2 separate regions of the Rattus norvegicus genome follow, and region 1 is linked to region 2. The links are chromatin contacts, called in public Hi-C maps. All regions are on one chromosome and are shown on one strand. The core of a region is the stretch at or near the end of the contact, and the rest is flanking DNA. Distances in the headings are between cores, read along the strand shown.

Region 1 (5,639 bases), core at 2,020-4,519, 590 kb before region 2:
GTCCTGTGAAGAGAAATAAGAGCTGTTCAGATTTTCAACTCCTGAAAGGCTGGACTTGACAGACAGGTCCAGCACACAGTCAACATCTGCCGAATCCCTCACGGAGGTGACAGACCTCTGGGACAAAGACTCTGTTGAGCTGCAGGGGCTGGCTACTGTTTTTCCAGCTGCTGTGGCGTGTGGCTCGGCCTCTCCGCCAGCCTGGGGGATGCCTGCTGCGTCTGAGGGCAATCGCATCCACATGTTCCCAGGCTCAGCTGCCAAGTCCCTTTTGCTGGGTAGAATGTTCAATTTGTCATCTTCGCCTTCGTCTTCATCACTGGGCAGATCACCTGCCATGTGGCTGCTGCCGTCCGAGAGGCTCTCGACTTTATCCGAACAACTTGAAGCATCTTCTTCTTTTTTGGTGCTGTCTGCCTCTGTGGTAGCTTTCTCTTTCAGCTTCTTTTTGCAGACTTTGACAATGTCATACATGTGGAGATAACTGGCAGCTGCTAGCACGTCCTCAATGGGCAAGTCTTTGAACTGGAGTTTCCCTTCGTACATGAATTCAAGCAGGAGAGCGAAAGCGGGGGCTGTCACAATGTCGCTGTTCAGATGAACAATGTCTCTTTTGTCCAGCTGGTCCTTGTAAAAGAGGTGGAAATACATGCTGCATGAAGCCAGTACAGCTCGGTGTGCCCGGAACTGGGCATCTCCCACCAGAACAGTGCAGTCACAAAGAAAGCCCTGGTGCCTCTGCTCGCTCAGACACTGCAGCAAATGTCTGCTGTGGTCTGGGAACTCCATACTGTCTTCATAACCTGGAAAGAGGAGTTTCTGGTTAGAGACTGGTCAGGAATTTAGACTCTAGTCCCCACTTAAAAATATCCGCCTTAGTGGTGGAGAGTTACATGTCTGAATTTAAATCAGGCTCACGCCCCAAGGACACCCAAGTCACACGCTCAACCTAAATGCAGTCACCATGGACTCACTCACCCCTCTCAGAACTTCTGGTCAAGTTTAAAGCCTTCCATTAGCCTATTACTGAGAACAAGAACTCAGACCTCTTCCAGAAATTTAACCAACGACTCATCAAATGACATCCCACAAAACCTACAAGACAGCTTTAACTTCAAAGGGAGAGAATTTCTAATACCAGGCAAAGTCCCACACAAATTGTGAAGAGTCAAGAAAACATGTCCAGCCAGTCTTTGTATCACTTTTGATACCCGACTACCTGGAAAGCCCAGACTGAACACACACACACACACACACACACACACACACACACACACACACACACACACATTTGGTTGAGTTGTGGGGAAAAAAAATGAAATTGCATAATTAGTCCAGAATAGGCAAACAACTTACTTTAAAGTCAGAGTGTTACAACAACAAAAGCCCTGCATACAAGAACAGATGTTGGTGCTGTAAGATTTGCAGGTACTGCACACCCTGAAGATCAGACAGAACTGCACCGACAGATGGGAAAGATCATCTTTACTATGAACAAATCCAAACATTTTAAAAATGAATGGGGGGGGGGGTCTGTTTCTTTGTAGATCCTTTCCTTCAACAACATTAGCAACCAGAGAGGCTGTTAACTATGAAAAATTTCATCTAAACTTTGATCTGCTATAGGGCAAAAGAAACTTCATATTAAAATTAATCAAACTTTTACCACTATAAAATGAAGTGCAAAAACTGTGTGAGTTAAATATTTAGTATTTTTAAAAGCCTTCCTAGGAAAAAAAAACAAAATAAATAAACTTTTTTTCTGGCTCTGCCTTAGGTATCCAACAGAAAATACTTTGTTTCAAAAATAATTGACATATTTTGTTTCCCCAGTACCTTCTATTCTTCCAATTATGCATCTTTCCCATGTTTTCTGGCAAGAGAGAATGAAAGAAGGGAAGGGAAAACTGGTCAAAATTCAACTGTGGTAGCTAAAACTCAGATGAGCTTAGCACACTTCCCCATCCTGGGACCAAAGGCAGGGCTCCCCTCATCTATCTCAGCAAGTGCATCTGATGGAGAGCAAGCCAGTTAATACCCAGAGACGGCTTCTCTCCTCCACACTATGCTGAGACACAGCGAAACTCTCATCCTGACCCGCACCTTCGGAAAGACACCACCAACAGAATAAACCAAGACTTACAATACAATCAGTTTAAGTGCCCCACAGCTAACATCAATCCTAATCCTTGAGAGGGCTAAAAATAAAGATTGGAGGGCAGCTCACAAGGTAGCCGTGATCAAATTAGGAGGCTGAGAGGACAGAGAGGGACGGAGAAGGAAGCTTATAAACATCTGATCCAGCTGACTGTAGCCATATGGCAGCTGCTGCCCAGATAAAGAGATTAAGAATAGAGGGGTGCGATTACAGCTGTCTGGCCAATTCAGGCAGCTCACATCTACAAGTTCTAAATTAGTCACTAACACAAAAACTCCTGCAAATAATTATTGTTAGGTTGAAATAAAAGATCTCTTAAATATAGATTTGAAAGAGAAATGAGGAAACTGGTCAAACTATTCTCCTAGGAACAAAAGTTCTCTTTCTTTCTTCCTTCTTAAAAAACAAAACAAAAAAAACAAAAAAAAAAACAAAACAACAACAAAAAAACCCAACTACAAAAACCCTCCGGTTTCAAAAGCACTACAGCTGTATGCTGCTTCCAGTCATGCTTGCCGAGTGTTTTGAAGAATAAGGTTTCACAGTGGAATTAATTACACAACCTAGCTTCTTAACCAGAATAATCTTTTCGTGTAAGTTTGAAAGCTGGATTCCAGACAGTTTACTATTTCTGCCCCCCTCAAGCAAAAGGAATCCAAACAGCAGTGAACAAAAGACATCTTAATCCACAGTGATCTCCAAAAGCCATATTCCAAAGCCTTCTTACCATCTGAAAACTTGAAATATTTCTGTGTATTAAAAGTTATTTACTCGCCCAAACAGAAGAAATAACCAAGCAAGCCCAAGACTCCAACTCCAGTAAGACCATCACTTGAGGCTCAATTTCACATTATTCATAAAGTAGATTAGAAAAGTAATGTGATTTTAAAAAAATTAGATAAAACACCCAAACACAAAGATGCTCGACCTAATCTCCTGCTACTCCTACCTTTAGGACACATAAACTTGATTAAGTCCTTCCCTCGGAGTCTTGCTGGCTGCAGGTCTGTTACATCGGTGGAAAAAAAGCAGACTAAGAGAGACAGATGCAAAGTGGAGATGATGTTGGAGAGGAACGAGATACCTTCCCCACCACAGATCCGCACACACTAACTCCCTGTCTGTGTGTTAGAATAAAAGGCTGAGGGATGGCAGGCTGTCAGCTGCTCTGACATCATGTTCAGATGGAAATGCTACCTCCAGCTGTGCTCCTTTAATGCCATATGCTACTCCTCTACACTCCTGCCACCAGCTTTTTCTTAGGAGAACTTTTCTCTTCTGTTAGTATAAACAAAATACTTCAAAGTCTTCCTTTTTCCCCCCAAACTTTCTAACAGAAGAAATTGAAAAATTCAGCATATGGAGTCCTACTGTATTTATGGAATCGCAACACTTCTGCCTCAAGTTGGTGGACTGGCTTACATATGACAGCACACTCGAGCTCGGTGCTATTCAGGAAACCCACATTCACTTTTATTCAACTCCAACGTCTAGTTTCAAAGGCAGCTTAGGGATATTTTTAAACCAACCCATTTGACATCTCTAGTCCCATTTCAACATTATTACAGCATGTTTTTCCCCCCTTCCCCTGCGGAGATAATGGCAGACATCTCCGAAATGTTGGCAGTCTTATTAAGAACTATTACTTCAGCGTGGTTCGCCTTATTGTTTCTTTCTTACCTAAGCAACTTATCTGCAACTACCTCCCAGGAAAACAGTTCACACCGCCGCCGTTAGTGCAAATTTCCACTCTCAGCATTAACAAACTGAAACTGCACTTCTGAAATCCTGGAAAGTATTTCAGTTCAATGAGGCAAATGAATAAACTGACGAAACCTGCTACAGTCACTTAGAATGGCTGTTTGACCACACATTCGTCTTCCTGCTCAGAAAAGTCGTCACTTTTGTCTTGTCCTTGGACTCTATCACTTTGGGGGGAAGGGGGTTGTGATCACCAGAAGGGGTGGGAAGCCAAGTGTAGACTTTGGGAACTTTTTTTGGCTACAGTTTGTGGATCTTTTCTAATGGCTGATGAAATGTTAATGTAACCGGGGCTGGGTCGCTGGGTGCCCTGTAAGGTGCTGCGACATCTATGAATATCAGACACATCTCCACGGACTCTTGGGAGGTTGAGGAGTAGAAAAAAGAAGTTGGGGCCTGAGGCACAAGCGTCCCAACCCAGGCGACAACCACTTAGGCTCGCCTTAGAAAACAGAGGCAGGGAGCTAGAGAACAAAACCCCAACTGTGTCCTGCTCTTGCTCACGAGTCACAAACCTAACTTTCTGTAACTTCGCGGTGAATGACATAATTCTGAACTCGTTCGGGAGGCACTCTGTGCAGATAGATATATTACTTCCCTGCCACACACACACCCTCCTTTCCACAGATGCCCTCGCCCTATTCCACTATATCCGACATTAATCACCCCGTTTACCCAGTGGGGTGGTGGTGGGGGTGAGTGACAGTTTAAAGAGTCCCAAGCACCGCAATGGCCCGAAGACATCCACTCCACGGATCAACCCGTCCACTGCTACCGCAGACCCTCGGAGGTTCTGGGTTTGTTTTTCAGAGGTGGGGGCAGGGTGCCCCGGGTGTGTGTGTGAGGTTCCGGGGTGGGAGAAGAGATGCAAATCTTCACGCAGTTCGCGGTGCATAAAGCACTCAGGGAAAGAGGAAGGGTGAAACCACGGGGAAGGAGGTGCAGGGCAGAGAGCCGGTGCAGCAGGAAAGCACCTTCCACAACGGCCGAGAAAACAGACCCGGGTCGCGGCAACAACAAAAGAAAAGTCGCAAGAAGCGGCGCGGCGACCGCTCCCCCGCCGCCGCCGCGCGCCAGCCCCCGGGGCCTCCCGGCAACCGCAACCCCGGCACCGCGCCCTCCCCCTCCCCCGGCCCTGCAGCTGCACCGGCCCCGGAGCCGCGGCCGTCCCGGGCGCTGCAGCTGCGGCGGCCCGGCCCCCTCCCCCGCCCGCCCGCCCGCCCTCCGCACCGGGAGGCGCCGCCGCAGCTGCACCGAGTCCGCCCCGCGCCGCAGCTGCACCGGCCGGGGAGCGCGGCCAGGCGAGGCGAGGCGAGGCGAGCCCGCACCGCCCGCCCTCCGCCGCACTAACTAACTCCGCCCGGCGGGAGCCCACGGTCGGCAGCGGGGCAGGGCGGGCGCGGGGACTCACACGGAGCGGCCCGAGTCGCCGCGTCCCCGCCGCGTCCTCCTCCTCCTCCTCCTCTGCCGCCGCCGCCGCCGCTGGACTTGTGGGCGTCCTCCGCCGGCCCCCGCCCGCCCGCCGGCCCCGGCCCGGGCCCCGCGCGCCCCCGCCGCCCCCCGCCCGCGCTGGCAGCCTGAGGCGCGCGGCCGAGCCACAGGGCCCCACTCTTTCAACGGCTCCCCATGGCAGCAGCCCAGCGGCGGCCGCAGCCTGCCAGACGCACGGGCGGGAGCGGGCGGGCGGGCGAGCGCGGCGCCGGGCCGGGGGGCGGGGCGG
Region 2 (6,094 bases), core at 1,315-3,814:
CCCCACCCCCAAGTTTGACACACAGTCCAACTAAATTCTCCTCTTTGAACAAAAGTTTCAGTGCGTCCATCGATGGGAAAGGCATTGCAAGGTCTTCTCGCAGACCAATGGGCACACCACTGCACACATCGTGGCACTGAGCTACCCCGCAGGCTCCCTCTCTGTGGTCAGTCTTCCCAGCTGCCCTATCTGTTACTGTCTGATTAGTTCTGCTAAGGAGCCCCTCCCCTGCCAGCTTTCGGTGCCATCTGTTCTACACAAGATGGCTGCTGCCCAGCAGCCTAACACTGCCCTCCTACCTGGCACCCGGCTACCATCCTTACCCCAAAGTGCTAACACAGGTTCTCGCTGCTGGCACACTCAGGCTTTCATTACTACTACTTTGACAAGTGCAGGGTTGTTTGTAATTTCTCTTTTATCCTGATTTTGATTGTACAACCACCTCCCACTGATTCAGTTTGCTTCAGTTTTGTTGCTCACAGATTTTACTCTCCACATTAATCTCCCTCTGGCATGTTACTGCATCTGTTCCCTTTTTTATTATTAATTTTCAAATTCCCACCATTTTTGACAAAAAGGAGGTAATCTACACTCTGTTTCTGCCCATTTCATTTTCTTTAATTTGGAAGATAAGTATGAAAGCATGCCAAAGAAGTTAATTCTCCGTTAACAGTTTGTTTTCTGGCATCCCTAAGCCTTTGTATATGAAAGACAGATAGGGATAAATGTTGACGGAATCACAGCAACAGAGTCGAACCATCCCTGACTCTAATGAAAAGCAAACACGGAAGGCAGCATCTAGGATGTTTATTAGTGATATGAGCTGTCTCCTGCGCCATGACGCCCTCCACTTTTACAGATAATTCTTTGTGAAAGTCAGTCTGGGTGCGGGATCAAAATTTGGGTTCCTCTACAGTTCTCTCATGGGCTTTTTTTTTTTTTTTTTTGCTGTAGATGGATTTCATTATTCCTTAATAGGATTATCATCCTTTCTCGGCTGAAACATTGCTGACCAATTATTCAATGACTAAAGACTTGAATAGATGTCTTCTTTCAGGGAGAGGTAAGAACCGAGTACCAGCAGTGCTGTCCGCAGAACTTAAGGAGCCCCGGCTGCCACGATGCTGCCATCAGCAAAGGACGACTTCAGGAAGGAATAGACCGATGGCTTTCCCTCTCAAGACAAAGACTAAGACTAGAAAAGAGGAAGCACCATATTTAACAAAGTACTCTCTGTAGCCTTAATTCATCAACGCTATAACCTTGCCAAAGGAGGCTAGCTAGAGGACTGGACCGTGCCCTCAGCTGCCCTCAAGTTTTCTAGACTAAGCATTGTGATGATTGATTATTGTTATTATTTTTATTGTTATTATTATTACTATTATTATTACTATTTTACATGACTTCGTTTTAAAGCATTGAGGTCTCTGAACAGACAGAAGCACAGTCTCTATCTCTAATTTCCAGAACTCTGTGTTAACGGGATTTTACATATCCGTGCATCTCAACAAGCCTCAGCTACTCTTTGTAGGAAATGAAGGGCAGTTGACAGAACAAGGACACGTCAAAATCAAGCCAAGCCAGCCTGCTGAAGCACACGGGATTGATCCGCTTCTGGAAGGCAGGCAAGGGCCACCCGCTCACCAGCCTCCAGCCTCTACATGTGCCACTAGGACATGGCACTTTGTTTTCCATGTCATGTACCAAATATTAGTACATTTGTACAAAGTTACCCTTCGGCCTCTGGGTCCATTCTTTTAGTAAATCTTTTAGTCAGAAACAGGCTCTGATAAAGACAGCAAAGTTTTCAAGGCTGGCTCTTAGAGTACCTTCTCTGGAGAAGGAATCCCTCCTAGACCTCAAAACACAAGCAACCCATTTTTTCTTTCCTTGTAAACCCCAGGACGTGAGAAAGATACTCAGTTCTCTCCATGGTGATAGAAGTGTGCTTGCTAGAGGCCATACTGAGCCACTGTGGAACGTCGATTCCACTTAGCTAGATGTCTACCTGACAGGCTGCTCCAAAATGTTGCTTTAACCCATGACTTAATACTTGCTCTGAGCTGAAACTGACTGCATTCCACCCCAGCCCCAGTGCGGGCTTACACGGTCTGGACAGCAGTGTGTTTCCCATGAGGCTGACTTCGGTCTGGGTCAGGTCACTGAGGAGACCAAAACATTTCCCAGCCTCTTAAACCATCTCAAGATTCTTACGAAGCTTGCTGTCTTGGATTTATCAATCAATGACTCACTGTGTAATAAGCAAGTGGTTATCAAATAAAAAAGGAGCACTGTCTGACAACTGACCTACTAACCAAACCCAGGGAGGAGGGAGGTGGTGGGTGAGGATATTAGACACCATTAAACTGATGACTTGTTTCCTTCCCTCCATTTATCTACCGTAGGAGGGAGGACAGAACTTCCTCTCAGAAGCGCTCTGACTTGGGAGCATTATTCTAGCACACACTGCTGCCTTCCCTTCCATTTTCACTGAACTTCATGCTCCTTGTTGTTGAGTCAGGCAAGCAGTGTGGGTAAGCTTTCTCGGTTCCCTCTGGGCTTCTTCAGGAAATGAGCTGGCTGCTGCCGCCACCATGCTCCAGGCTGTGGGCCTGAGTGGCAGGGGAGAAGGGAGCGTCCCCAGTGTCGATTTTCAGTGCACACACATTTGGGCATTGCAGAACTGAGGGGAGCGAGCCAGGAACATTGAACAGAACCTGCAGACACACATTGGCTGGCAGCCGCTAACTCAAGCCTCTGCCCCGGGCCACGCCGAGACCAGGGTGTCGCGCCTGCCAGACAGGTGGAGAGCCCATGCACAGGCAGTGTGGTGTCCACCAGAGCCTCTGTTTTCCTGGCTCCTTGACAGCCTACTTTCCCCGATACTGGGTGGGGGAGAAAAAGAGGATGCAATTTATAACAGCACCAAGGCCATCTATTTTGAGCCTTGAAGATGTTGGTTGCACATATATTCATTTAAAATTATTTTTGACACGTTCTCTGCTTAATTTATTCATGAAAGGAGTACAAGAGAGGGAAAATGAGCTTAACTTTTAAATGGAAACTTTAGGTTAAAAATTCTTGAATAAAACTCAAGTGGAAAAAACTGAAGTTAACCATGCAACATAAAGAAACACACTGATGCTACAGGTCTTCTTCAAATGCAGAAGCAGGGCGCAGAGCTGGGACCTAAGCTAATTAACAGATGCTATTTCCTTCTCCCTTTCCTCCCTTAACGGTAAAGAGCAGAGGTAAATTTATGCTAAACACCTGATGTCATGCTTGGTGATGGGGGGCTGAAAATAAAGAGAGGGCTTGATTCTGGCCTCTGAGCTTAGATTTTACAACCTTCCAAGTCTACATAGCTCTAAATTATGGGGTTTTTAAAAAACTTGTTTGTTTTTATACATGTGTGTGTGTGTGTGTGTGTGTGTGTGTGTGTGTGTGTGTGATTGTAGCATCTAATGGCCATCTTCAAGCCCTCCTTTTCTTTCCCTTCCTCGTTGTACTTCCAAACTTCCCCTTACAGGACTCATCCTCTTCATATATTTAGGAATGTTCTCCATGGAACTCCATGTTAGCCCTGACACACAGAGCATCTCAAACTGCTTATAATTAACCAGGTTTGTTTGAACTCCTGATCACTTATAAAGCACTAGTTTTATAAACATTTGATACACTAAAAGTTATGCACACTAATTAAACTGCTTATCAATTAAAAAAAACACCCACTCAAGTTTTAAAGATCGCACTCATTACCACTGTTGCCATTTGAATTTACATGGGTGCTATGGTTATGTGTAGCTCAGTGGTCACTGTGTACACAGCATGCGTAGGTCCCTGAATTCAATCCCTAACACAAAGTAAGAAAAGAAGGGAGAAAGAAGGGGGAAAGAAATGTGTCTATACATAGATATACTAGTTTCTATACTGACACAGTGTTTATGTGTCTCACGTCACAGAGTAGCAGCAAGCAGACACTGCTGTACAGAACCAGGCAATGCACGGCACAAGCTCAGGACACTCTCGACTTCCTGCTTCTTTCACCCTCTAAAATAAACAAGCAAGACGCCTTATGAACCGGCCATGCCTCTTTGGATTTATATTGGCAGTGGGCAATACCAGGTTCCAATCAACATGAACAGGGAACCGCTCTTTGTTCCTTCTTCCCACTCCAAACTATTCCTCAGGCAAAGAAAAAAATCAGTGGTCATATTTTAAACTGACAGGGACAACGGAGCAGACACCCCCCTGCTCTTACTTACCCAGGGTCCTTCATCCCTTTCTTCCCAGTGACATAACTTTCTCCTGGCAAAGTGTGACTTTCCCCTGGCTCCCCGTGGCTTCTCTGAGCTGCAGACTACCATATCCCAAAGGTATGTTTGTGCATCTAGACACTATTTGCTTCTAAGGGAGTAATCCTGGAAGCTTGGGAAGTTATACTCAAAGGCAGGAAATCAAAGCCCTCTCCTTTATCTTCAGCTTCAGAATGAAGGGTTTGACCTGTGAGACGGAGATCTGAAAGGATGAGCCATCCTCAGACGAGGAGAGCTCTGCCATGGATGGCTCACTGTGACACCACAGGGGTGCTGAGGACAGTCCCCAGGCCTAGGAAGGAGAGCTGGCTACACTTGCACTGTTTCTTCCTCTGAGGACTTCTAAGAACAGAAATAGAGCAAATCTCAGTAGACCGAGCAGTCAAACTACGTCAAGAGCAGTGATTATCTCAGCTGAATGTCAGTCATTTCAGCTTCTAGAATGCTCTAGAAACAAAGTGTTAGTCACCTTTTGTTTCGATAAACCTGCCCATTACAGTAAGACAGCCTTGTGACTTCCTTGATGTAGCTTCCCTCAATTTCAAAATGATATAAAAGCTCAATTGCAACCTGCTATCTATTTAGGTCAGAGGTCAGGTCTTTCCATGTGGGTCACAAAAGTAGGGGAGGGCAACATGATCACTTATCATCTCTCACTTAGATTGCTGCTCTGAGAATTCCTTGAAAAATTACTCATGTAAAAGGGGACATGGGGCTTTCATGACAGTCACATTGATAAAAGCAGGAGCCGGCAGGTTTAATGATAGGCACGTCTCCCATTAGCACTTAGGGCAATTCAGGTCCAAGGCTTCCTATGGGAATTTCCCTCCAGGTTGGATATGAGGGAAGGATGCAGAACTTGAAGAGGGAATGTTAATAAGTAAGACAGTTCTGTGGAAGAGCGCCCACCACTGTGAGTAGCTAGTAAGTCACACAAACATTCAGAAATGGTTGCTGTAGAGTTTTGTTTCAAATTAACCTGACACATATACGCAAAAAATAATCTTATGGAGGGATTCAAATCTCACAGTTCTGTAGATGTTTGGATTTATTAAAAATAAATATGTAAAGGGACTTCAACTGTTCTCCTTCCTCTTGATAAAAATGAAGCCCAAGAGAATGACAGTCTTATTATGACAATTTAAACGGCCAGTGAAGGGCAGGAAGAAGCAGCCCTGACAAGACTCCACTGTAGTAACATATATCCCTATCCGTACACAGAGGGGCAACTGTAGTAACGTATATCCCTATCCGTACACAGAGGAGCAACTGTAGTAATGTATATCCCTATCCGTACACAGAGGGGCAACTGTAATAATGTATATCCCAATCTGTACACAGAGGGGCAACTGTAGTAATATATATCCCAATCTGTACACAGAGGGGCAACTGTAGTAACGTATATCCCTATCCGTACACAGAGGGGCAACTGTAGTAACGTATATCCCTATCCGTACACAGAGGGGCAACTGTAGTAACGTATATCCCTATCCGTACACAGAGGAGCAACTGTAGTAATGTATATCCCTATCCGTACACAGAGGGGCAACTGTAGTAATATATATCCCTATCCGTACACAGAGGGGCAACTGTAGTAATGTATATCCCAATCTGTACACAGAGGGGCAACTGTAGTAACGTATATCCCTATCCGTACACAGAGGGGCAACTGTAGTAATGTATATCCCTATCCGTACACAGAGGGGCAACTGTAGTAATATATATCCCTATCTGTACACAGAGGGGCAACTGTAGTAATATATATCCCAATCTGTACA

What was found. A called contact is a pair of places that touch in the nucleus more often than the background predicts.
Region 1: a contact with region 2 is called in a Hi-C map of frontal cortex, with 2.3 times the contacts expected there. The contact joins the promoter of Zbtb18 here to the enhancer-like site in region 2. A contact is called at or near these places in 2 of 12 Hi-C or Micro-C datasets (frontal cortex and prefrontal cortex).

What each region holds. Positions count from the first base shown.
Region 1 is chr13:91,971,563-91,977,201 of GRCr8, reverse strand. It overlaps Zbtb18 (zinc finger and BTB domain containing 18), which reads right to left and starts at 3,269. Exons shown (of 2, transcript NM_001401285.1): 1 at 3,108-3,269; 2 at 1-803. The coding sequence starts at 3,120.
Region 2 is chr13:91,378,516-91,384,609 of GRCr8, reverse strand. The region is part of intron 13 of Sdccag8 (SHH signaling and ciliogenesis regulator SDCCAG8); the gene reads right to left. Among named protein-coding and RNA genes, the nearest start is that of Sdccag8, 95 kb to the right of the region's middle. Within about 2 kb of position 2,564, at least 30 of the 93 cell types and tissues checked have an H3K27ac peak or open chromatin away from gene starts, as enhancers often do. A contact at or near this core is called in prefrontal cortex, where this site is marked.